4 separate regions of the Mus musculus genome follow, and all the other regions are linked to region 2. The links are chromatin contacts, called in public promoter capture Hi-C maps. All regions are on one chromosome and are shown on one strand. Each heading gives the region's core, a stretch centred on a gene start, on an enhancer-like site or on the middle of the called end of the contact. The rest is flanking DNA. Distances are from core to core; before and after follow the strand shown.

What was found. Promoter capture Hi-C pulls out the DNA fragments that hold promoters and counts their contacts.
Region 1: a promoter capture Hi-C map of hippocampal neurons shows a contact between it and region 2, with 4 times the contacts expected there. The contact joins the promoter of Vps25 here to the promoter of Wipf2 in region 2. A contact is called at or near these places in 2 of 39 promoter capture datasets (cranial neural crest and hippocampal neurons).
Region 3: a contact with region 2 is called in a promoter capture Hi-C map of pre-B cells, with 4 times the contacts expected there. The contact joins the promoter of Stat3 here to the promoter of Wipf2 in region 2. A contact is called at or near these places in 2 of 39 promoter capture datasets (embryonic stem cells and pre-B cells).
Region 4: a contact with region 2 is called in a promoter capture Hi-C map of pre-B cells, with 4 times the contacts expected there. The contact joins the promoter of Nfe2l1 here to the promoter of Wipf2 in region 2. A contact is called at or near these places in 2 of 39 promoter capture datasets (liver and pre-B cells).

The regions. Positions count from the first base shown.
Region 1 is chr11:101,252,041-101,255,075 of GRCm38.p6, forward strand. Vps25 (vacuolar protein sorting 25) reads left to right here and starts at 1,667. Exons shown (of 6, transcript NM_026776.5): 1 at 1,667-1,767; 2 at 1,991-2,136; 3 at 2,903-2,956. The coding sequence starts at 1,715.
Region 2 is chr11:98,861,983-98,865,119 of GRCm38.p6, forward strand. Wipf2 (WAS/WASL interacting protein family, member 2) reads left to right here and starts at 1,616. Exons shown (of 8, transcript NM_197940.2): 1 at 1,616-1,920.
Region 3 is chr11:100,937,851-100,940,845 of GRCm38.p6, forward strand. Stat3 (signal transducer and activator of transcription 3) reads right to left here and starts at 1,690. Exons shown (of 24, transcript NM_213659.3): 1 at 1,406-1,690. It overlaps Gm46295 (a long non-coding RNA gene), which reads left to right and starts at 488. Exons shown (of 2, transcript XR_001780333.2): 1 at 488-636; 2 at 1,223-2,392.
Region 4 is chr11:96,828,413-96,831,374 of GRCm38.p6, forward strand. Nfe2l1 (nuclear factor, erythroid derived 2,-like 1) reads right to left here and starts at 1,556. Exons shown (of 5, transcript NM_008686.3): 1 at 1,407-1,556.

The DNA.
Region 1 (3,035 bases), core at 417-2,916, 2.4 Mb after region 2:
CTTTAAAAAGAAAGAAGGTGGGTCTAGAGAGATGGCTTAGCAGTTAAGAGCACTGAGTGCTCTTCCAGAGGTCCTGAGTTTAATTCCCAGCAACCACATGGTGGCTCAAAACCATCTGTAATGGGATCTGATGCCCTCTTCTGGTGTGTCTGAAGACAACTACAGTGTACTCACATATCTAAAATAGATATATCTTTAAAAAAAACAGACCATGGACACAGCACACACATGTAATCTCAGTTCTCAGAAGGTTGAGGCAGTGGGATTAAAGGCTGAGCTCTGGGATAAAGGTGTGCTCAGCTAACATTTTTTTTTTCTTTTAAGATTTATTTGTTTATGTATGTATATGAGTACACTGTAGCTGTCTTCAGACACACCAGAAGAGGGCGTCAGATCTCATTACGAGTGATTGTGAGCCACCATGTGGCTGCTGGGATTTGAACTCAGGACCTTCAGAAGAGCAGTCAGTGCTCTTTACCTGCTGAGCCATCTCACCAGCCCTAACATTACTTTTAAATAGAAATAAAGTGAGCTACACAGAAAGGGAGGGAGGCATGATGATAGTGATATCCGGAAAGAAATTGAAAAATTGAGGCAACACGTTACTTGTAAAGGAAGAATGGCAGTTTTGAGTTCAAAAGGCAAAGGAAGAAAAAATGGGGAGGAGCTTTGGAGCTATGAATTAAACATTGTGACAGAGAGAGATTAAGGGATTCTCACAATAATTCTTCAGGGAACAGAAAGATAGACACAGGCGGACTATTTTGAATGAGGATAACAGGGAATCAATGAAAACAGCCCAGCTTCTTCTCGCTCTTTAAAGGTGAGCATCTCCTAGCAGCCCAAGGTCAGCCTTCTTTTCAATACACCTTTTGTTTAGTGCTCTTATCCCTTAAATGGGTTCATATTGCATGTCAGGTCAGAAGACTCCCAAACTTGTATTTCTAGATCCAACAAGGCTCCCCTGAGAGTCCAGTAGTGAGATTAGTCAGCGAGCCCGGGACTCAGTAAACATGTTCTGGTTGGTCTTCAGCAATTTTCCACAGCTCAGCAGTGGAAGTACTGTTGGGAGAATGGAAACAGTAATTCTGGTTTGGGAACTGACCCGTAGTTTAGGCAGGCAAAGGGACAGATCTGACTAGTGTAGGCTGGGTATGAGTCAGATGAAGCCAAAGGGATTCCAAGTCTGGGGTCTAGAAAGGAAGAGGTTAAGAGCTAAACGTTAGTTTTGATTCTTTGAAAAAAGCAATAAGTTTTGATTCTTTGAAAATCGCGTATAGCGATGCAAACCACACAATATGCTCCCATGATCCTACAGGAAATTTAAGAGTGAAGTCAACCTGGGTGGGAATGCAGGAAATTTCGGCATCATGAGTTTAAATTGGCAACCGACACGAAGGTGAAGCCTCCAGATGTGGATTCTAACTTGCGTTCGGCTGACCTCGCAATTTGCAGAGGGAAACTACGTGTCGTCGTCCCCCCCCCCCCCCCCCGCCCCCGTTTCCCTCTGTTTAAGCGACAAGACCCAGAACTCCTGCGCTTCATGTTGAAGTTTTTCTTTAGACAGCAGCAGATTGGTGACAAGAACCGTTCCCATCCCACTGCGGCGCCTCCCGAGAGGAGTCCGGAACCTTTCTGCTGTGCTGTCAGCCCGGACATGCTGAGGCGGAGACCGGAAGCCCCTTGTCGGTTCCGGGTTTTCTGGGCTACTACGATGGCGATGAGTTTCGAGTGGCCGTGGCAGTACCGCTTCCCGCCCTTCTTTACGTGAGGCTCAGACCCTGAGAAGCCCAGTGTAGCTCCCTCCCGTCCCCGGGGCCCAGGGCTCAGCCCTGATGATTCACTTGGGGTTCCGGGGGAGACGGGAGCTGCCGGCCGCCTTCCTGTCCAGCCAGCCCGTCACTGTCTCCCCCTAACGTGCTGCTAGGCTGGTGCTGCTGCCGCCCTCTTCCACGCTTTAATTCCTCGTCCTGCTCCCTTCGCCCGGCAGGTTACAGCCGAACGTGGACACCCGGCAGAAGCAGCTGGCCGCCTGGTGCTCTCTGGTTCTGTCCTTCTGCCGCCTGCACAAACAGTCCAGCATGACGGTGATGGAAGCCCAGGAGAGCCCGCTTTTCAACAACGTCAAGCTACAGCGTATCCTCCCTCAGGCTCTTCCATAGCCCACCCCCAGCCCCCACACACACGCACTCCCACACTTTTCTACATGCCCAGACTGCATCTCCCCACCTCCCTTTACCCACAGTAGGCAGGCTTCTATTCAACCTGGACTTGGGAAACAGCAAAACTAAATGGCAGATAATCATTTTATATGCACTTTTGCAGGCAGTGCAAGCTCCCTTTACCCTAGTTAATGAGTGCTGGGGTCTTTAAGTCCCAAGCTTTACACACTGGACCCTTTAAAACTATTTGAATCTCCTCTCTGTGAGCCTCAAATCCCAAACCATCTTTAATAATTTTTTTGACTTGCCCCACCTCTCCCAGGAAGTGAGGGTCATTTATTTTTGCTCTCTGATTCATAGGTAAAATTTGTGGAGAAAAAGGCACAGAGAATGAAGTAAAGGGTAACACCCTTTATTTTCTAAAACTCTTGCCTTTTATTTGAGACCTGATCTCTATAGCCCAGCCCAGCCTTGGACTGGTGATTCTCCTGTGTCCATCCCATAAGAGCTGGTATTACAGGCCTGTAACACACTTTGCTAGTTCTTCCTTCTAACTGGAAGTTTCTTTTTACCTCCTTTTCCAGAATATTGAGGAAATGCAAACATATCTTCTTCAAAAATTGCATGTATGTATGGCAGGGAAAGGAGGGGGCTAGATCATTCTTTATCGTGGGCCGAACTCCGAAAATGTTTTATTTAACCTAATTTACATGTAGGCCATTCCCTTAACCTTAAGCCAGGGAAACTTCCTGTGGAGTCAATTCAGATTGTATTAGAAGAACTGAGAAAGAAAGGTGGGTTCAGTTCTCAGATACCTGTTGGTTTGTTTGTCTGTTTAAAGATATATTTATTTATTTCATGTATATGAGTACA
Region 2 (3,137 bases), core at 366-2,865:
CTTTTTTCTTTCCTCCTCTTTCTCCTCCTTCTTTTTCTTCTTCCTCTTTCTTCTTCCTCCTCCTCTTTTTTCTTCTTCCTCCCCCTCTTTCTTCTTCTTCCTCCTCCTCTTCTTCTTCTTCTTTTTAAAAGATTTATTTTATATATGAGTGTACATTGTCACTGTCTTCAGACACACCAGAAGTGGGCATCAGATCCCATTACAGATGGTTGTGAGCCACCATGTGGTTGCTGGGGATTGAACTCAGGACCTCTGGAAGAGCAATCCGTGTTCTTAACCACTGAGCCATCTCTCCAGCCCCCTTCTTCTTCTTGTTTTGTTTGTTTTGGTGTTCTGAGGCAGAATTTCTCTGTGCAGTCCTGGCTGTCCTGGAACTTGCTCTGTAGACCAGGGTGGCCCCCAGCTAAGAGATCTGCCTGCCTCTGCCTCCTCTGAGCTACAGAGCCCAGCAAAATTCTACTCATCTTGCAGGGGCTAGTTCAAACCATTTACAAATCTCTTCTCATTCTTCAGCAGGAATTCATCACTCCTGTGACATCCCGGCACATGTCACAACTCTAATCGCACACTGACTTGGACGTCAGCTGTCTGTTTACATGCCAGCCCGCATGAGCACCATACACCAGCATGGTGAGCTCCCGGAGGGCAGAAGCTGTCTGCTTGAGTCACATCTGGAACCATCCCCAGGTACAGAGCTCAATGAATGGCCCAAAGCAAATGTTCAATGTGACATTTAGCACTAGTGGGTGGGGCAGAACAGAGGGAAAACAAAAATAATAACAGGCTATGGCTTATCACATGCTTTCCCATTCATTCATTACCTGATGAGCCTTCAAGCACTGTGAGAAAGGACAAACACTATGAGGTAGCTGAGACCCACGAACACACAGTTAGTGAGTGGGGATTAAGTGCTAGCTGATATTGGCCTTTTACTTGAGGTTCAGCCCTGGTCACTGGGTTGACTGGATGGAGAAGCAGTGAGACATAGGGTAGCAATGGGGTTGCTTGGTGTGGTGGCGAGCTTTGTGTATGAAGATGAGATCCTTAGTCATCGGCAACAGAGTTAAGCAATGGAAACCAGCAAGCGACAAGGACTCCCCTCTCTCATCCAAGCACCTATAGAGGAGTTCACAACACCATGCCTCAGCCTACCGAGCTGGGGATCACTAGTTAAGTGGTTACAACGACCTAACCAATGACCTGCTAGAAGAAGCTCGCCTCTCTGTTGCTATGACAACCAGAGCTTGTCTGTTGGGCCTCTTCAAGGGTACTCTAGACCATATTAGGGCTTATGGTGTGTGTGTGTGCGCGCAAAAAAATAAACACGAAAGAAAACATACTTGAGATACATCAGTTAGCTCACTGGTTCTCTACCTGCGCAATTTTAAAGGTCGAGACGCTCAGGCCGCATCCAACCAATTAAATAAGCATCTCATGGACCGAATCCTGGCATCACTCGTTACTGAAAGCCTCGCAGGCGGCCCCAGTTGCAGTCCCAAGATGCAAACGGGACTTCCAACTGCGGACTCGCGACCTTCTCAAGATGGTGGCGCTCCGCCCCCACGTGCGCCGGTAGAGGGCAGGCTTCCCTGAGCGCATGCGTCCCGCGGCCCTCGGCCCTCGGCTCCCTCCTCCTTTTCCCCCGCCTCCATTTTGTTCGCGGACGCTGGGGACGGTGGGAGCGGATCCATTTCCGGGTTGGTAAAAGGGGCGGCGGCGAGAGAGAGAGAGAGAGAGAGAGAGAGAGAGAGAGAGAGAGAGAGAGAGAGAGAGAGAGAGAGAGAGCGAGAGAGAGCGAGAGAGCTTGCCGCGGGGCGAACGAGCAGGACTAAACCAGGACTGAGGTGACGGAGGATTCGCTCCCGGAGCAGCCCCCCGCCGAGTGGGAAAGACGCCGGGGCGGCTGAGCCCGCCGCTGAGGTGACCTGCGGACCTGAGTGGGAGGGAGAGCCGGGAAGGGGGGACTGTGGTGGGGGGGGGGAGGGACACCGGAGGAGGGGCCTGATGCGGAGAGGGGGTCCTGGGGGCGGGGCCTGGAGACCCTGGAGAGGGGGCGTGGGCCATCCGAGTGGAGGGCGGCGGGGACCGACTGAGCAAATGGGCAGGAGGGAGGTTTTTTGAGAGACAGGAAATTAGAGATCCTGAAGGGTTGGGTGAGGTGAGTAAGACTGGCAACTCTGGGTGAGGTAGGAGGGGAGCCGTGCGCGGAGGGGGAGATGGGGAAGGGAGGACCTGTTGGGGAAAGGTAATTATTGGCAGGATGCTCTCGAGTTTAGGAGGATCGGTGTGACGTTTCGGGATTGATCGGGGTGAGGAGGAGGATTGAGAGCGAACGTGTTTACACTGGGGGAGATGTTGAGAGTGTGGGATGAGAGGGAGTCGGAGTGATGTTCTGAGATGCTCTTGGAAGCACCTGCAGTTGAAGGATCCCTGTTGGAGCGGCGTGAAATTGAGGGAAGATGAAAATCTGAAGGCGCTCGCTAGACGTAGGCTGTGTGTGCGGTCGAGTTACTGATTAGGAAGGCATATTCTGGAAGGATAATATTGAAACGAGGAGCTGGAGGAAGCTGGTGTGCACTGGAATCTACCTCTGTCCCCGCTTCTGCTGGCCTTTAAATCCTGATCCACCTGCTACATCTGATCCCTGAAATTCTTCTTTCTTTTTCTCTTTCTCTTTCTTTTCTTTTCTTTCTTTCTTTCTTTTTTTTTTTTGAGACACTTTGTCTGTGTAACCCTCACTGTCCTGGAACTCAGAGTCTGTAGACCAGATTGGCCCGGAACTCACAGTGATCCGCTGGCCTCTACCTCAGAGGGAGGCGTGGGCCACTATGACTGCCCAGCCCCGTAAACTATATTTGTTTGTTTGTTGTTTTGTTTCTTTCAAGACAGGGTTTCTCTCTGAAACAGCCCTGGCTGTTCTAGTGCTCACTATGTAGACTAGGCTGGTCTTGAACTCGCAGAGATCTACTTGCCTCTGCCTCCTGAGTGCTGGGATTAAAGGTGTGTGCCACTACCACCCAGCTATCTTAATATATTTTTTAAAAGATTTATTTATTTTATTGTATGAATACATTGTTGATGTCTTCGGACACACCAGAAGAGGGCATCAGACTTCATTACAGTTGGTTGTGAGCCAC
Region 3 (2,995 bases), core at 440-2,939, 2.1 Mb after region 2:
TAGTGTTCTGGTCCGGCACATGCAATAATGAAACAAACATGTTTCCTCAAGGAACATAGACATTATTTAATATAAAAAGAGAAAAAATGGCTGGCTCAAATCCTAACAGTCTAATTCCACATTAAAAAGAAGATAGAAGTGATTTATTGCTTTAATATATTCACGTCCATGCTGCACCTACACTGACAGCCCAACATTCACAATGCATACACAAATAAGCACTGTAGTAAACAGCAGGTATAAACTACACACACTCTGAATAAGGAAACTGAATAAGCACTGACAGTACCCATACACACATCAATTGATACAACCGAGGGATGTGGACCAGGTATGAAAAAAGTGACTTGAGCAACAGTCTGGATTTTGCCAACTTACCAATTTATAGCCACACACCCCCCAACAGGTAAAGTTTACACACAGAACTCAGCCAAGGCCAGCCTGTCTTTGTTTCCCTAGCTTCTGCTTTTACACAAGAGCTTGGCTATGAGACAGAAAACTCCCACTCTTGATTGGCTCACCCTGGCCTGTGCAATTAAGCAACACCACGATCCAGTAAATGCAATGGCTCAATTATTTATCGTCTCGTCGAGTTTACCAGGTGTTTATGAGAGAACAATGTCAAAGAGGAAAGAGGTTTGTTGCTCTTTAGAGCTGGTTTGGCCAGGGATTTATTTTGAATTGGGAAAAAAAAAAGTGTTCTTAACAAGGTGGGGGAAATCATAGCTTAACACAGAAAGAGATGGGAGAGAATTTAGAAAGGATACAAGTTTGTCAATTTTCTATAGGAAATCTGATTCTTAAGAAAAAAATCTAGCCAGTCCCAGAGGCTGGGGGGGGGGGGGGAGGGGGAGGGGGAGGGGCGGAGAGGCAGGAGGAGAGACACAACAGTTCCCACCTCCTAAGTGGGTACAGCTGACTACAGAAGGAACGGGAGCAAGGCAAAGAAAGTGGCTAGGCAAGGAACGGCCAGGCCCAGCACAGGGGCAGGAAGGAGGCTCCTTCTAACGCCTCCACCCCAATGATCTCCACCTGAGTGGCAGTGGCTCTGGTGGCCCGAACGTCCCTAGCCTCCGGGAGCAGTCACAGGAGGGCCGCTTCTGTCAGTTCTGTTACCCTCAGCCTAGAATGTCCTCCCCCCCACGGTCCTACACCCCCCAGAACTCCCCACTCTCTCTCCGCATCTCCCCCTCGAAACTTACAGCGTCCCTTCCTTTCCCAGGCTGGTTCCTGTCATCCGGACGTCAGTGCCGCCGGGACGACCCTGTGTGTCTCCTCCTATCCTCCTGCCCCATGTAAGTGTCCATTCACAGCTCTAAGCACCCCCACAGCTGACGAACCGTGGGGTCCCCCATGCCGTCCCCCGTGCCGTCGGGGAGGTGGCCCCACCCTGCACCCCCTTCACCTGTCTCCGGGGCTGAGGCCCGACTGGCCGGCCTGCGCTGACTCCAGGCGCGAGCTGCTGGGCTCCCGAGGGCCGCCTGGCCTCTCCTAGCCGACGCGGTCAGGCGACACCGAGCGGGGTTGTACCTCAGCGATCCGGTTAGGGCTCGTTCCCTCCGCCGCGACGTCGGAACCCCAGGTTCCCCCTCCCTGTCTACACTGCAGCTCCGGAAACCGCTGAATTACAGCCCCTCCAGCCAATCCCCACCCAGCCGCCACTGGCCAAGACACGCCTCCATGCATAATTAAGGAATGGCCAGCTGGCTAGGCCACCCTGAGGCCTCCGGGCGAGCGCTGTACTTCCTAAGCCCCGCCCACTAACCAATGAAAAACGCCTCTAGGAGAGAAGGCGGGGTCGAGAGCTCTGGGCACACCTCCCTGAGTTGGCTGTTCTGAGAGCTTTGTGCTCCTCCCTCCGCGACCAAGGGACGCGCAGAGGCCTAGCTTACAAAAAAGCCCGGGGGGAGGGAGGAGACATTAGCGGAATGTCCTGCTGAAAACTCAGCTGAGTTCCTGGCAGTGCGTGACGTCAAGACACTTTAAATGCCCTGATACGGCTCGCTTCTGCCCGCTCTCCCTTTTCCCGGCCCTTGGCACCACGTGGGGGCGAGTTTGTGAGCTCCTTACCACGTGGGAATCAGCCACTTAGGCGGTCCCCAGGTGTCACCCCACTTAAGCATTTGGGTTTGTGGAGACATCAAAAAAGAACATGGGCAACTCCTGGCTGCTCTGAACTTCAGTTCTGCGTGATTATGGGCATACACCCGGAAATATGACGTGGAAATAGAGTAATTACTAGATTGCGTGGGGGAGAATAGTGGCTATAACCCGGTTCTCTGTTCCACCATTTCAAACCTGAATCTCAACAGCAAGGCTGATTGGTCAGCTCACAGAAATGCAGAGAGCCTATGCATGACAGCTGACACGAATACACAGTACTTGCCATTTCCACGTGTGTCTGAGTTCTTTTTTTTTTAAACTGTTATACTGGGTCTTGAAATTCTGAAAGATAGTTTTGACCAACTTGTTTCCATTAAAAGGTACTTATTTTAGGAGCTAGAGGGATGCCTAAGTTAAGGGGACTGCCAGGCTGATCCTGGTAAAAATTCAAGTTCAAGTTCCAGCATCCCACAAGATGGCTCTTAGCCATTTGTAACTCCACTCTGGGGTCTGGGGGGGGGGGGGGGATCTGAAGCCCTCCTCAGGCCTCTGCCCGCAGCAAAGACACACACCTTGTGCAGAAAAACGTGCAGACAAAATTAAATCACTTTTAATTAGGCACTTAATTTTAAGAACTGAAGCTAACACACACAGAGAGAAAGCCCATAAAATATTCTGATGATTTTAGGATTCATTGTTAACATTAACTAGTCTTTCACCATTAAACTTAAATGTCCAATTGAGACAAACCAGTTCTTCCACACTTTCCCACTACTGCTTAACTAGAGTGGCAGGAGTTAGGAGTAACATCCATTTAGTCTTTTGGGGGGGGTCTTGACGCTCTTGAAATTATCTGACCTATTTCACGTCTTGTATGTTGGGAGTACAGATT
Region 4 (2,962 bases), core at 306-2,805, 2.0 Mb before region 2:
AAATCTGCCACACTTCCTAAAAGGTCTTATTTGAAGCAGACTGTGCGTGCAAGGCATTCAAAACTTTCTTACACTTTGTCTCATTTACCAACACTCTTAATAGAACACATTACCCAGTTTCTAATTTTAGCACAAGAAGTCCATTTCCTATCCTTAAAAAAATTTGGTTTCCCATGTCATTGTCCTTTCCAACTCTAAAGAGAAGACAGAGATTATTACTGAGAGACTGTGAAAAAATACATGAAAATGTTCAGGCCTCCATTTCATATGCCTTTTTGTTATTCCAACTTTTGAAATCTCATTTCCCCTTTCCTATCATTCTTTCATTCGTTAATTAATTAATTTATTTTTTTAAATAAAAGACCAGCCTAATAGCACAGGCCACTCAGAACGTTGAAACGTTAAGATCAGGGGTTTAAGACCAGCCTGGTTTCAATAGTAAAATAAAAGAATGTCCAGGACAAGGATACAGATCACGGGTGCCTGGTTAGAGGCCCTAGGTCCAATCCCCAGTATGGCAAAATAAAAGAACAGGGTAGGGTACAGGAGGACAGTGGAAGATTGTGGAGCCGTGCTCCACCTGGAATTTGAATTCACAGGTTTTAGCTTTATTCACATGACCTTCTGAGCCAAAGCAGAAGGATATGGCCAAGTTCTCGATCTCACTTGCCAAGTGGGGAGAAGGTAAATTTGCCTTCCCATTTCTGATTTCTACTTTTGAGCTTCCATTAAATTCCTAAACTCCTCTACTGTGGCCCACTATCAACTTCGCTCTAAAGGTGAAGTGGGAGCGACACGTAGGAGACACACACACCCACGAATACCCTCATTCGGTTGAGTAAACATCCCTGCTTTTGAAACCCGCCCGTCCTCGCGCAATTTACTACTAAAACTTCCCAAGAGCCACTTAAAGTTTGAGAGAGCAGACAAAGTTCTTCAAAGCCCACAAGGCCAAAGAGAGAGCGCTCCGGCCCCAGTCCGGTCCCACCCTGCCGTACCCGAGTCTGGATGAGACCAAGCTGCCATGCCCACTCTCGCCGACGCGCCTCCAAGCTTTCTGGGACACGGAGCGACAAGTGCTACTTTGCTGGCCTTGACCCACCCTTAAAAGCGAGCCTCACCCCGCCCTCCGTTCCCCAGGCCCCACCCCGCTCGCGAGCCCAGCCTCACCACGCCCTCCCATGCCCTCGGCCCTTCTCAGTCCAGCCCACCCAGGAACACGCTTTCTGGTCGGCCCCGCGTTTCTTTCCGGCCGTGTCCAGGGCCCGAGCCCGATCAAGACCCCTCTCGGCCTCCCGGGTCCCGCCTCCTGCTCCTCAACCACATCTCGCCGCCCCTTATCCCACAAGCTTTCGGCCCTGTTGCACCGCGGCTATCTCGTTGGGGAAGGGAATTAGAGCAGGTACCCGCTGCTGAGGTCACAGTCTGTCGCTGCCGCCACAGCAGGCCCTCAGCCCAAGTCCCGGCCTCGCCACCGCCGCCGTCGCCGCCACCTCCGGCCGGCCTGGAGCGCCCAGCCTCGGCTTCCCTCCCCGCCCCCTCCTTCCACTGCACTCGGAAACCCGCCCGCCACGGCCACCCCAGAAACAGTTGGTCCAATCAGATAGCCGGGACTAGAGTCGTCACCGGATGTCACTTTGATTGACAGCAAAGAAAACCCAATAGTCGAGTTTGTGTCTGCCCACTCGGCACAGTCCTCCCGAGACTGACGTGGAGAGAAGTCCAATGAGTGTGCAGGCCCGCCCCCCGGTATGGACCCACCAATGAGTGAGGCGAAGGCCCTAGTGTCCGGCATTCTGAACCTCTCCGCTGCGGGTTGGAGGTGGGCGGTGTTGTAAGTTAGGTGATTCTAGCTCATTGTGTGCCTAGGAATGCGGTCCTTTAAGGCAGATAATGGAGCATTGACGCCGGAGCCCGAGATTCCGTCCTTGAGGGTCCCCACGGTGACTTGTAAAAGTCCAGTGAGATCCGAGGGGGGGGCCGAGGCGGAGTACGGAGCATGTGGCTCTGATGGTCGCGACGTTCGTGTCGCCATCTTGAGTCCTGGCAACGGAAACCGGTACCCCCTGTCTGCCTTAGAGCCTGGTGTAACCTGTTCGTCAGGCAGGAAGGGTGGCATCTTGTAGCCCAGGCAACAGTCAGGTCGTGGAAACTGCGGGGCAGACGAGGGCCTTAGAGAAATGTTGGTAGTGTGATAGATAGGACATAGTAACTCGTTTTTGCCATCAAAGAAACACCGGGAAGAGCCCCTCCCCTTCCTCTAACCTCGCACACAGCTTAGTTTTTGCTTTTCAGGAACGTTCCATCGTTGCCAGAGTTCCCCATACAACTATAGTACCAAAACATTTTTTGTGACTCAAATATAAGTGTGCTCTCAACATCATTTATTAGATTCCAAATTACAAAGCCTTTGTGAGATTCTTGTTCAGTGACCCTGTGGTAGGGGCCTGATAACGTTCCCTATAAGTAATTCTGATACAGCTGGTCCGAAGACCACATGTAGGAAATCATTGTATTGAAGTTTGTACTGTGTAGCTGTGGGACAGAGGTGAGATGCCAACTGAGTTCTTGTCTCCTTTTAAGAGGCCATAATCTAGTTGACAGTTCATTATTCGCTGTCCTTGTGCAATTAAGGACAAGGCCAACTGATAATGCAGCAGATAAGTTCACTTCACGCTGTGCTAGGAGAGTTAGCACCAATATGGAGGGGTTCTCAGAATGTAAAGTACGTTTCACAGATATAATATGCACCAAGAATTCAACTGATTCTTACAAAAATTATTAAGCTACCACATACCTTTTTAAATGGAAACAAATTATTTTGAGCTAGTTAACACTTTCAAAGACTGTTTTTACTTCATCGTTTTTTAGTGTGTCCCAATAAATTACTAGAATACAAAATTTATGAAAACTAGACATTTGTGTATTAATTGTTGGGTCTTCAAAACAACAGGCATAGTGT